Linked DNA regions of Mus musculus: all the other regions are linked to region 3. The links are chromatin contacts, called in public promoter capture Hi-C maps. All regions are on one chromosome and are shown on one strand. The core of a region is the stretch at or near the end of the contact, and the rest is flanking DNA. Distances in the headings are between cores, read along the strand shown.

The links. Promoter capture Hi-C pulls out the DNA fragments that hold promoters and counts their contacts.
Region 1: a contact with region 3 is called in a promoter capture Hi-C map of liver, with 3 times the contacts expected there. The contact joins the promoter of Smagp here to the promoter of Acvr1b in region 3. A contact is called at or near these places in 6 of 39 promoter capture datasets (the 3T3-L1 cell line, 3T3-L1-derived adipocytes, hippocampal neurons and 2 more) and 2 of 115 datasets of contacts at active chromatin or transcription factors (embryonic stem cells and pancreatic cancer cells).
Region 2: a contact with region 3 is called in a promoter capture Hi-C map of liver, with 2.2 times the contacts expected there. The contact joins the promoter of Krt4 here to the promoter of Acvr1b in region 3. A contact is called at or near these places in 3 of 39 promoter capture datasets (the 3T3-L1 cell line, liver and pre-B cells) and 1 of 115 datasets of contacts at active chromatin or transcription factors (pancreatic cancer cells).
Region 4: a promoter capture Hi-C map of pre-B cells shows a contact between it and region 3, with 3 times the contacts expected there. The contact joins the promoter of Pou6f1 here to the promoter of Acvr1b in region 3. A contact is called at or near these places in 6 of 39 promoter capture datasets (the 3T3-L1 cell line, the C10 cell line, hippocampal neurons and 2 more), 1 of 15 datasets of contacts at CTCF or cohesin (the NIH/3T3 cell line) and 1 of 9 other capture datasets (adipose tissue).

The regions. Positions count from the first base shown.
Region 1 is chr15:100,634,985-100,638,269 of GRCm38.p6, forward strand. It overlaps Smagp (small cell adhesion glycoprotein), which reads right to left and starts at 1,956. Exons shown (of 4, transcript NM_174992.4): 1 at 1,575-1,956; 2 at 1,203-1,271. The coding sequence starts at 1,236.
Region 2 is chr15:101,923,313-101,926,203 of GRCm38.p6, forward strand. Krt4 (keratin 4) reads right to left here and starts at 1,423. Exons shown (of 9, transcript NM_008475.2): 1 at 870-1,423. The coding sequence starts at 1,358.
Region 3 is chr15:101,172,746-101,176,028 of GRCm38.p6, forward strand. It overlaps Acvr1b (activin A receptor, type 1B), which reads left to right and starts at 1,327. Exons shown (of 9, transcript NM_007395.4): 1 at 1,327-1,490. The coding sequence starts at 1,400.
Region 4 is chr15:100,598,533-100,601,417 of GRCm38.p6, forward strand. Pou6f1 (POU domain, class 6, transcription factor 1) reads right to left here and starts at 1,452. Exons shown (of 11, transcript NM_001304965.1): 1 at 1,231-1,452.

The DNA of each region.
Region 1 (3,285 bases), core at 706-3,205, 540 kb before region 3:
ACACACACCTGTTAGAGAGGGTGTGGAGAAATCAGAACCTTTGTATGCTGCTGGTGGAGATATAAATAACACAGCTACTAAGAAAAACTCTATCATGGTTCTTTTCAAATATATCAATTGCTATATATTAACAACAACTCCACTTTGGGATATACATCCAGAAGAATTAAAAGTAAAAGCAAATGTCAACCAGAACAGACGGCATGGATGTCCCTTGAAGTATTGTGCTAGATGAAATAACCAGACGGGAAGGGGTAAACACTGAGCCTCACTTCACTCTTCTAGAGACTTTGTTGCAAAGCTCGCCTCCCACTCCAGAGCCTTTACCCACCAGCCTGAAGGGCTGTCCTCCGTTCCTCTTTGCCCACCACTTCTCACCAAGCAGCAGTCTGAATCACGTGCTCCACTAGTTCCAGGAGAAACTGCCTCAGATTTTGCCTTCCCCGGGTTCTCCCTCCCCGAACTTCATATCAGCAAAAAACAGTGTCCCTCAAAGTGAACGTTTGTTCTATACATAAGAAAACAAGTTAGTTCCTCCCACACCCAGGCTGGCACAAGGTGAAACCAATTAATATGTAAATATCCGTCAGCGCGCCAGAACCAGCCTGATTAGGAAAGGAAAGGTGAGACTCAATTCACCACCTGGCTCCTAGAATTTTTAAACACACCCCACATCCCTCTAGCCCAGGCTAGACTTAAATTCACTATTTAGCTGAGGATAACCTTGAGTTTCTGGTACTCCCGCCTCTACGTCCCAAGTTGCAGGGACTGCAGGCACAAGCCATCAAAATGGGTTTCATCTCAAGTTCTCTACCAATTAAGCGACATCACGAGTCCTCCCGGTTATCTTTAGAAGATTCCCTTTCTCCTTTACTTAACTACTGGGGTGAATGTAAAAATGGCTCCTTTGGGCATCAAAGAACTTCCTAAACCCAGGTGACTCGCAGTGCTTGGAATTGGTCCGGTCCAGACTTGAGAATAAAATAGCGCAAAAGGGCACACTGAAGTTGAATTCTGTTTTCTTGGAGCTTTTTCCTGCGTGAGGCCCGACAGCGGGTTGGTAGGGGTAGGGTGGGGTGGAGTGGGGTGGGGATGGGTGAGTCTTCCAGTCTACACTGAGTGAGGCCTCGCGGAATTCCAAGACCTGTTCTGGGGTGGGAATTCTTAAACAGCCCCCCTACTCCATAACTTTCATCACCTACCTTCAGGAGAAGGTGTGGCCGGTAGGTTGTTCATCGTTGCTGAGGGCAGGCTATTTCGTAGGGTCAGATCTGTGGGAAGAAGGACGGACAAGAATGAGGTGGACGGGCTCCTGAGGTCGCAGGGCTTGTAGATCCCAGGAGAGCCTCGGGCGCCAGGTTTTCCCCGAGTCCCTTCCCCTGGATATATCCACTCTCTTCCTTTCGGTTCTAATCAGCTTCCATAAACAAATCCTTCCCCCAAGAGCTGACCCTGGTCGCAGGGTCGGGGAATGGGTGGCGTTGGTGACCCTTTCCCCAGGCCTGGGAAAGTTAAGCAAGGGTCGGCCCGGTTGCGCCCATGAGCGATCCGGGTCCCTTAGCCACCTGCATTACCTGGGCTTCCAGGGCCAGGAGCCCCGCCGAGCCGTCCGCTGGGTGCGCCCCGCTCCCCGGGGATCCCGCGTGCCCCGGGCCCGCGCCCTGGCCGTCGAGTGTCCCTGCAGCCGCGCAGTACCCGTGCGGGTCAGGTCGCAGGCGCGCGGCGGCCGAGTGCGGGCTCCGGGCTTCCGCGCAGCGCGCTCACCTTTCCAGTCCGACGGGCGGGCAGGGCCGGGCGCCGCGCGTCCTTTTGAACTCGCCGGGGTGGGAGCGGCCGAGAGTCGCCGGAGCCGCGCCCGGGACCCCGCGCCGAGCGGCCGCCGAGCCCGGACCGCGGTGGGAGGGACAGGAAGGAGCTCGGGGCCGCCCTCAGCAGGTTCCCCCGGGAGGAAAGGCCACTGTCCGGAGCCGCTCCGCCCCCGTGCCGGGCTCGGCCGGGGTCGGCAGCGCCAGCTGTAGGGCGAGCGAGGGGCGTGTCCCGCGGGAGCTCAGTCACGCGTGGGCCCTCTGGAGTCCGCGACTTCGGGGCGACTTAGCCGAGCACCTCCCGGGGCCACCTGGACCTTCCGCGTGCGACCTTCCCAGGAGGCGGTGGAGCGTGGAGAGGGTAGGAGGTGTGGCTGTGGGCTGTTTAGGATTAAAAGCTCCAGCGTAAGTGCTTGCCAGCTGGGTGGCTGTGGGCACATTCCTGAACACCTCAGTAGTCGGTTTCCTCATCCCTAAAATGGGGACTGAAAGTGGCAATTCCCGTAAGGCCGTTTTACAGCCTTGGTCCTAGCCCGAGGCAAGCGCCTTGATTTAAATATTCATCAGTGCTGTACTTTAGCAGCAGTTGGACTCACGTCAGTGACAGGAAATGCTCCCAAATTAACTAGAGGAACTCGTTGACTAAGAGGCAATAATTCTATATAACAGGCTCTGGAGGTGGTCCCGCTGTGTAAGCTAGCGCAGGTTACTTCTGATTCTTTGGGCAAAGCTGTGTGAACTCAGGGTTAGGGTTATTGCGGAGCTCCAATGAGTTGCCTAGAACCTCACCTAGCACATGATAATGTGCTCAAAAAACACTGGCCAGGTTACCTGGGTAGCTCACTGAGGGTCGGACCTGACCAACCACACTTGGCTTTCATGTCTTTTTTTTTTTTTTTCTTTAAAATATAACCTTTAAAAGTTGCTTTGGGGGGCGGGGGAGGGGGGGAGAGGGGTTAGCTGGAGAAAGGCTCCCAGTAGTTCACAACGTCCTGTGATTCAGTTTCAGGAGATCTTGATGCCCTCTTCTGGCCTCCACCGGCACCGGCAGGCTCACTTAAAACTTTGCTGGGGCTGATGAGAAAGCTTAGTCAGTGAAGATACCTAACTGCCTTGTAAAGCTAACAACTGAGTTTCCCAGAAACCACAAGCTGGCCTCAGGTTAGGACCCACTGCCTCAGCTTTGGTATTGCTGGCACGACAGGTTGGCACATGACACCCAGTCTATACCCAGACGCAGCCTGTCAACACTGTCCAGAGTCTGGGGAGCAGGGACTCAGGATGCGTCTGTGTCAGACCTCCATAAGGAGTCAAGTGAATCGATGATGGACACGGTCTCACATGGACAGCCAGTCTTCTCCAAGAGTGAAACTTAAGCCTCGGAAACTGAAGCAGCCATGCTTTTGTCAACAGACCTCTAGGGACCTCAGGGCAGACAAGAGACAGGTGACATTTATCTTCGCCTGGCTTTATTGGCTTC
Region 2 (2,891 bases), core at 173-2,672, 750 kb after region 3:
AGTTGGCAGGCACTTGCGTTCAAGGGATACAGACCCATGGCGAAGAACACATTCACTTTCAGAACAGGCTAAGCATGGTGACGCACGTGTATGCTCCAGCACTCAGGAGGCTGAGGTAGGAGGATGATGAGTCTGAAGCCGATATGAGCTACAGAGGAAAACCTTGTCTCCTGAATCTGTATACGATTAACTCTAACTACAAATGGCCCAGACATGTTCTAAGACTCAGCTGGAATCCATCCTGGCATGGACTTCCTGGAGCCTTCTCTCTCTAACGCACCCAGCCGGGCCAGCTAAAGGAGTGGTTGGCAGAGCATCTCCATGTTACATTCAAGCAGCAAAACTCCTGCCTTCTGAACTCAAAGGCTGAGATGAAAGGAAATACTGCCAACAAGCACAGAAAACTCTTAGTCTAACGTTCAAGTCTGTACTCCCAGGGTCACGGTAAAGCCTCCAGGAGCTACTACAGGCTCGTTCAAGCCAGTGTAGCCACTCATCCTCCTCCAAGGGGTTCACTCTTGCCTCAAACACCTAAAGGAACCAAAACCTTGATGCCCAGCAACCTAGAACAGCCTGGGCTAGAGCACTGCATTGGCCCCTAGCCATAGATTTCTGGGTAACCAGATTCTATGATGCATGCCTACAATTGGGCTACATAGAAAAGATCTCCAGGTTTTGCCTTTTTAAAAAATGGAATCTGGGCTAGAAAAAGCAAAGAGTACCTCCTCTGCTCTTCAAGCATCCTCAGAGACGAGGGGTTTCACCCAGAGTCAGAAGTAGGTATGAGGTGACTTCCTGGCTAAGACCCAGGGCCCAGGGCTTAGAAACCCCGCACTCCACCACCCTCTGCAAAGATCAGGCTCACTCGCCTTATCGATGAAGGACGCGAATTTGTTGTTGAGGGTCTTGATCTGCTCACGCTCCGCCGTGCGGATTTTCTGGATCTCTGGGTCAATCTCCACCTGAAGAGGTGTCAGCAGGCTCTGGTTGATGGTGACTTCCTGAATACCTCCAGCAGGACAGACTGGGAAGCCAGGACCTCCTCGACCGTTGAAGGAGCCTCCAAAGCCACCGCCAAAACCACCGGCACCAAACCCAGCACCGTATCCTCCAACGCCGAAGCCTCCGGCACCCCCATAGCCGCCGCCTTGGCAGGACCCAGCCACGCTCATGGAGATACTCTTGTGACCCCCGAGGTTGTAAAGACTTCTGCTGCCGAAGCCCCCAGAAGAGCAGCGCCCTGCACCGCCAGACATGGAGCCTGAGCTAAAGGCCACTCGCTTGACACCACCAGCAATAGCTGAGCCACTGCTAAAGCCCCGGGAGGCTCCGCGGACACTTGACTGTCTGGCGATCATGGCTGAGAGAGGAGGCAGCTGCAACGAGCTTAGAACAGAAGCGAAGCAAAGGCCAGATCCTGAATGCCAGAACCCTCGGCCCTTGTGGCTTATATGCGCTGGAGCAGCAGGGCTTGGTTGCAGGGGCATAAAGGGAAAAATCCGAAGTATCTCTGGGCTGGGCCTTTGGCAACGGCCCATCTCTCTTGCACCTGCTGAACATGTCACTAAGCACACCTAGAAAAGTCACTGGGAGGGCACAGCTTACGGTCTCATCCCTCGCTGAGCCAGTGCCCCAGGGCCTCCTGTATCACTGCCCACCTGACTCAGACTTGCAAGGCCCCACTGCCCTTCCTCCTTCTTTCCCAGCCTCATGGGGCTCCTGCTACAGACACCTAGTCTGATCACCCCTACTTGCATGCCACAGACCCTGGAACCTGAGAGCCTGGGTTCTAGGGCACAGCCTGCCATTGCCAGGCTATGCACCCTGACCTGTGTGTGCAAGCTGCTCCCTGAGCTCAGCCCAGGGACTCATAAATTGGAAAGAATGCAAATATTTACTTTTCCTTTCAATACAAAAGAGATTGTGATCTTGGATGGGAGCTTGGCAAGCTGTCAGCATCAACTCTTATGCCTGTGTCCATCATTCTTATCCTCTGTGTGTCCCTGGCCACTTGTTCACCTATGAAACAAGGCTCTTCTCTTACAGTTCCAGCCTGGTAGCCTTTCCAACCAAGACCCAAAGAAACTCCTGGATGGGATTCTACCGTGTGGCCCATAGCCACCCTGGGCTTACAGGGCTTCCCCAGAACACAGCACGTCTGGGTTGGTTTGTATGCTTGTTTGTTTGTTTTGTTTTGTTTTTTCTGAAGTGGTCCCAGAATTCTGGAAAGAGATTCCTAACATTCTTGATGCTGAGTATTGCTTTGGCAGACTGGTGGTCATTCAGGGCCATGTGCGAGATACAAAATCATAGTTTTACTCCCAGAACTTGGATTTCTCCTAACTGAGCAGAACTGGCCTATACAGAGTCTATTCATCTCTCACTAATTATGCAGTCTGGGGTGGGCCATCTGATACCTCTGAGACCAGCCAACTCACTTTATAAATAAAATAAGACATGTTCCTATGCATAGATAAGACAATATATCCAAGGTGCCTAGTACACTGGAGACAAACAGGCATCCGCTCTCATCCTGTCCAGGGACTAGGAAATCCAATACATCTGAGTTTCCTCCTCCCTCCATCATTGAGAAAATGACCCAGAGGTGAGAAAGAGCAACCACCAGCACATGGATAATCCCACCTGCCTGAATCACACCCATGTCCCCCAAAAGCTTCCTTGATACACAGAGAACTCAGGGTGAGGGTGAGCACAGGTCAGGCCCTAGGGATGGAGCTACAGCAAAGGCCAGAAGACAGTCCAAGAGCCCAACCAACAGTCCTCCAGGTCTCCCCTCCACCACTGTCCTGTCACTGTCCAGCTGGCCACTGTAAACCTACTAGAACCTAGACCCATCACATAGGCAGCCAAAGCTGGAGCAGGTAAGCACC
Region 3 (3,283 bases), core at 77-2,576:
CTCTTCTGGGACTCACTCTGTAGACCACACTGTCCCAGAACTCAAGAGATCTGCCTGCCTCTCCTCCCTCCCTCCTTCTTGACGGTCTTCTCTATCCCTTGGTCTCACACATGAAACTATCTATGACTTTGAAAGGCTAAGATGTTGCCTGTTTTCTCCTAGTTGGTTATCAGAAGCAGAATACAGATCCCAAAGTCTCTTGTGAGCTCTTCAGAAAGATACGGGATCATTTGCCTTTTATAAGTATTTCCTACTAGGTTTGAAAGTAATGTTTATCTGGAAACTATTTAGAAGTTACTGGAATACTTAAAGGAGAAACAAAAAATTATTTCAGCCTGCCTCTGTGGCACACACACCTTTAGACCCAGCACTTGAGAAGCAGAAACAGGCAGTTCTCAGTGAGTTTGAGGCCAGCCTGGACAACATAATAAGACTCTGTCTCAAAAACAAACTGAAAACCTTAGTAGTAATATTGAGTAATATCGTTCCCTTTTCTCCTACGCATACATGCATACATATCATCCACAAAAATTTATTGTAAAGGTTGGTGTTTACATTTTCATTTAACATGGAGTAACATTTCCTCGCGCCATTAGTTTTTGTAAACCGATTTTTAATCACTAGTGCTCCTTCACATGAGTGAGCCACAGTTTATCTAAGCTTCTATGATTGCTTCTCTAGTTTCCAGCTTTTTCCAATGATAAATAAGCAAGGGAACATTTTGCGTAAATATTTAGCCTCATTATTTCCTGAAGACAGACAGGAGGAAATGCCGGGCAAATGCAATGCGTTTTGTGAAGCTGTCTGATAGGTGCTGTCACATTGTTTCCCAAAATGGTTCTACCTGGCCAGCACCCTCACCAAGGCTGTCAGCCGTGCCAGCCTAGCTACATTTCGAAAACACAGACGCTCGCTCGCACAGGTAGTTGTGTCCAGCTCGCTGCAGCGGGAGGGAGCCTCGAGGGGACGCCGGTCAGGAGACTCTGGCGACGAACCCAGCGGGACACAACGGGCCGGAGGGTCGGGGCTGGGGGAAGGAAGGAGGACGGGCGCCGGCGCGGCCACTCCGCGGAGGGAGGAGGGAGACTGTCGGTCGGCGGACCCGGCCTCCCCCGCTTTCGGCTCAGCTCCGCACGGGTGCGCGAGGTTGGCCGAGGCGAGAGCCTCCGCCCCTTTAACAGGGACCCTCCCCTTTAAGGCGGGCGCACGCGCGCACCCGGCCCCGCCCTTCGGGGGCGCGCGCGGCGGCGGCCGCACCGGCTCCCGGGAGCTCACGTGCCGGCGCGGAGCGAAGGAGCCGGGCGCGCGCGGGCGGGCGGGAGGAGGGAGGGAGGGAGGGAGAGAGGCGCCGGGGGCGCGCGCGCGCGCTGGGCGCTGCTGGGCTGCGGCGGCGGTTACTATGGCGGAGTCGGCCGGAGCCTCCTCCTTCTTCCCCCTTGTTGTCCTCCTGCTCGCCGGCAGCGGCGGGTCCGGGCCCCGGGGGATCCAGGGTGAGTCCGGGGCGGGGATGGGGGGGGGGGGCGCGGGATACAGACGGCCAGGCGAGGCCTCGCGCTCGCCGTGGGGCTCGGGCGCGCCCCCTCCCCAGCCGCGCAATATGGCCGGGCGGGGGGCGCGGAGGGCCGGGGTGGCGCTGGGTCAGCCTTGGGGACCCGCGCGCTCTTCCAGACGGAGCCCGACCGGGGCGCCCAGGGGGTCGCGCCTCCTGCACCCTCCGCTCCCACCCCAGGCTTCCTCGAGATGTGGAGGTCCCTGGCTCCTGCCCTTCAGCGCGTCCGTGCGAGGGGGGTTATTCCCTGCCAGCAGATGCTCCTGGGGGCGCCTTTTCTCCCGCCAAGATTGTGGGGTTCGACGATGGGGGGCTTGTTTCTCCGATGTGTTCTGTTGCCGAGAGCCTATGCGTACCCTAGGCTAGGAGGGTAGGGGTCTCTAAGCCTCCCTTCATCATGGGGTGCCCCTACCCTCTTTCCCCTGCCACCCTGATGGTCTAGGCACCGGAGTCACATTCCCCCTTCTTTCGCTCAGCTCCTTGGGTTCTGCAGGGCACCCCCCTCCCACCCACCTCGGATATCCATGCCTGTAGACGCTGTTTGGAGGAAATGGGGCGAGCAGGCCCCTAAACCTTTTTGGAGATTGGCCTCAGAGCCATTCCAACCCTGTGAAAACCTAGTTCCCCAGCTGTTAATCTGAATCTAGGTGTATGTGTGTTTGCATGCCTCCTCACCTCCCCCACCCCGCCCCAGGGGGCCCATTCAGTTAATCACTCCGAGGATGCTTTTCAGGTGAGATCCTGAAAACTGCTTCCAACCCCCCCACCCCCAATTATTTAAAGACCCCCACGGTTGGACCGTCTCCCTGGCCCTTGGTCAGTACTTTTGCCTTGACACACAGTCCCTCCTCCCGGCACCCACCCTCCACACACACCCCTTACCTTCCAGCCTTAAGGGCCTTGTGTGGCCAGGCCCACCCCCACCTTTCCCAGTACAGAGGTGGAGACGTTTCTGTGGGACACTACACCGGCTGTGTTGTTTATGAGGCTTGTGAGGCTGGGAAGAGCCGGTGAAACCCTAAAATATTTCATCTGGTAGTATTCTCAAATGTGCTTTGGCATTGGGGTTACAGAAGAAGGTTATATTTGGCAGTTGCATCGAAGTGATTATTGACCCACAGATGGATATGGTGAGACAATTAGGGGTTGTATTTGCTGCTCCCATTGTACAAAGCCTTCTGCTTTGGCTTCTCAGCCGCCCCCAACCTTCCAGCAATGGAAGTTCGTGTGTGTGTGTGTGTGTGTGTGTGTGTGTGTGTGTGTCTGTCTGTCTGTCTGTCTGTCTGTCTGTCTGTGGCTCTAATCTGCACGCGCACACACACACACACACACACACACACACACACGAGATGCTCAGGTGGGTCTTGGTTTAGTAACGCAGACCCTCAGTAGAAGACACCATGCTACTTTGGAGTCTCAAAACCAAGTTCACTATCCCCGTCTTTGATGTGTTCTTCCAGAGTGGCGGGGCTTGTGCGTCGGCGGCGGGGTCTTTGTTCACTGGCTAGTGCTTCTGCTAGGCACTGTGCTGAGTTCCCTGTGTTGCTGCTGCTCTGTCACAGGTAACTGAGCGGCGGCGGCAGAGACTGGTAAACCCCGCCGAAGGTGGATGAACAGCCTTACATTTGTGGGGAGAGAGTGATTTTCATAAATAAGAATGTTCTCTGGGGCTTGTGGGCCATGTTTCGAGATCTGTGACAGTGCTGTTTCCCTAGTAGGGTGGTAAAAATAAGG
Region 4 (2,885 bases), core at 202-2,701, 570 kb before region 3:
GCTGCAGTTTCACACCTGGCTGCTGGGGTTACAGCTGTGCATCAACAGTTTTACTTTTCTTAGTTGCCAAATAGTTAGTGCCTCTAGGAAGAAACAGAAACCAGCGTGTCTTCTCTGTTTCTCTCTCTCTGGCTTTACCTGATCTGATTTTTTTTTTTTTGTTTTTTTCCGAGTTTGTTTGTCTTGCTCCTTCCAGGACAGGTGGGGCTTTGTCTGAGTGCGGCTCTCGCACACTGATTTTTTTTTATTGAAGTACCATAGAAGGAATGAATGTGATTCTGCTTTACATATGTAAAGAGGCCCCCGAGTCACAGAAATATCCTGCTCACAAACTTCAATCAAAACGGAATACACGCCCAGCATGCCGGTTTGCAGTGTTGACTGTCGTAGATTACCAAAGCGACGGGTATATATGCATGGAACTGGGGGCCCCGCCTTCTATTTTGTGAGCAAGGAATGCCAGGGAGCCAACAGGCTACAGTCTCTGTGTCTGCTAGGAGCTTCCTGTCTTTGGCCTAGGGAAGCTTTTGAGCAGGCTTTCATTTTCTCCTGCCCAGCTGCAGCGACTACTCTGTAAAGGTTTCAGGCTTCCCACCCAAGCCCGAGGAGGCGATCTTAGCGCTGAAGTGGCTTAGAAGCCACTCTGGAGATCCCTCAGCCTTGCCAGGTGCAAATGTCCCGGGAGGAGATAGTGGGCCCGTTTTATGACATTATTAATACTAATACTGTCATTAAATATTTATGAAGTGCTCACGCTCTGATCGACGGTGACCCTCCCACCATTCCCCCATCCTTCCAGTGACAGCGAGGTCTCTGCCCCCCAGAGTCCCACCAGCCCTTTCTCCGGAGTAGCGGTGACAGGTCGCCAGGGAACCCAAGCGTCCCGGGATCCAGGACTCTACGTGCCTCTCCCCGACACCCCGCCCCCCACCAGGGCAGGGCGTCCACCCAAGCGGCCGCCCCTCCTCGAGTGTCCGCGGGGACCGGAGACCAGGGTGCGGCCCGGGGTCTGCGGCCCCAGGTGGGCAGAGCGCGGCCCTCGACTCCCAGAGCTCCAGCCTCCGGGGCCGCAGCCCGCCGCCCCGGCCCCGCGCCTTTTTCTCTCTTTATCATAAATATATAAATTATGCTAATTACGGGCATTGCATATTAACCAAATTCGAAACCTCCCCTGCCCGGCCCCCTCCCCCTCCGTGCAAAGCCCTCCCCGCCCCGGACCCCGCTACTCACCGGAGCCCGAAGCCCAGCCTCCCGCTCCCCGGCTGCCCAGCGGCCACCGGCTAGACACTCATCCCCCAGCCCGGGCCAGGGGGCCGCGGCCGGGGCGGCCGCCCGCAGACAAAGAAGCCGGAGCGGCTCGGCCCGGCTCGCTCGGCCCGGAGCCACTCGGGACCCGCCGCCCCCTGAGCCCCCCGCCGGGGCTGGCAGAGCGGAGCGGCGGTGGGTTGCGGGCCACGCACGGGCCGGGACGCCGGGGGCGGGGGCGGCCAGGTGCAGTCCCCTCCTCGCCCCCTCCTCCCTCCCCCCCTTTCCCTCCTTCTGCTACTTGGATTTTTTTAGCTGCTGCGTCATGAGCATAATTTATGCAAAGCGCTTTGCCGCATGCTGCACCTCCCGCGCCAGCCGCCGGGGGCGGCGGTCAGGAAAAGGAGGGGGGGTCTGGGAAGCTGCGAGCTGCGCGTGGGGGTGGGTAGGAACCCCAGGCCTCGCGGGGACTGGGACCCAGGGCCTGTGGGGCCGCTTGACTCAGCCCCCTTGGAGAGCAGGACTGGAGTCTCGATAGGGGACCCCGTGTCGCCTTCCCTTCAGCCGAGGATTGAGCAGTGACAACCGTGACTCTCTGGTGGTCAACTGCCCTTCTCAACGGCCAACCTCAAGTTCACGTCTGTCCTCTAGGCCGTAAAGGAGAGGGAACTCGGACGTCACTAAGGCTCAGGGTCTCCGGAGCAGCTGTGCACATCCCAGAGGGACCAGGGTCCCGGACGCTCTGCTGAGCTAGCTCGCTTTCCCACCTTCAGGAGGGGCGGGGTCCCACCTGCAGCCTGCGGGCTAGTCAAGCAGCACACGAAGGTGTGAAAAGAAAGGCAAAGTTTGACGCGATGGAGAAAAACAAGCCACTGTTTTGGGGACCGTGATGGTGGGGAGGGTTTGTTATATCTACTGACTTTTGAAGGTAGAGGGAGACTCAGAGGCCGATTAGGGGCCAGGGGAACGAAGGTTTGGGACATAATGGACAAAAGAAGGAAGACCAGGAGAGCGAGAAAGAATGAAGGGAGTCACCAGAGAAGAGCGTTATCAACGCAGCCAAGTGGATTCCCAACAGTGTTTCCCTCTTCGCCCTCACCCCACACCCGTGCTTCCGTGGTCTAGGATGATCTCGGTAGGCCGTGCAGAAGCAGCAATAGGAGAAATGATGAACTGTAGAGCCCTTGCCAGACAGTCCCTTAAACGTCTCCAGTGGAAGCACACACTCAGGAGGAGAGGGGAGCAGCATCGGCTGGGTTTGACCAACAGGTACACTCCAGGCTGCCTGCATCATGCTGGCTACTGGTGCCGCAGAGCTGGGCTGTCCGCTGTTTTCCTGGGGCCATGGAGGAGGCACTGCGGGTGAGACTAACTAAAGGGTCAAGAACCAGAAAGCTTGGGGTTTTATCCCAGCGCGTCCATCCATTTGCGGTCTAGGCAAACGATACAGTTTAGTTTTACAAACAGAGGTAGCCTGAGCCGGGCACCGTCCCACCTGTAGGACCGGCTGCTGGAGAGGCAGCAAACCGAATGAACCTGTGAATTAGGATGCAGCCTGAACAACAAAGTCTCTCTCTCTCTCTCTCTCTCTCTCTCTCTCTCTCTCTCTCACACACACACACACACACACACACACACAC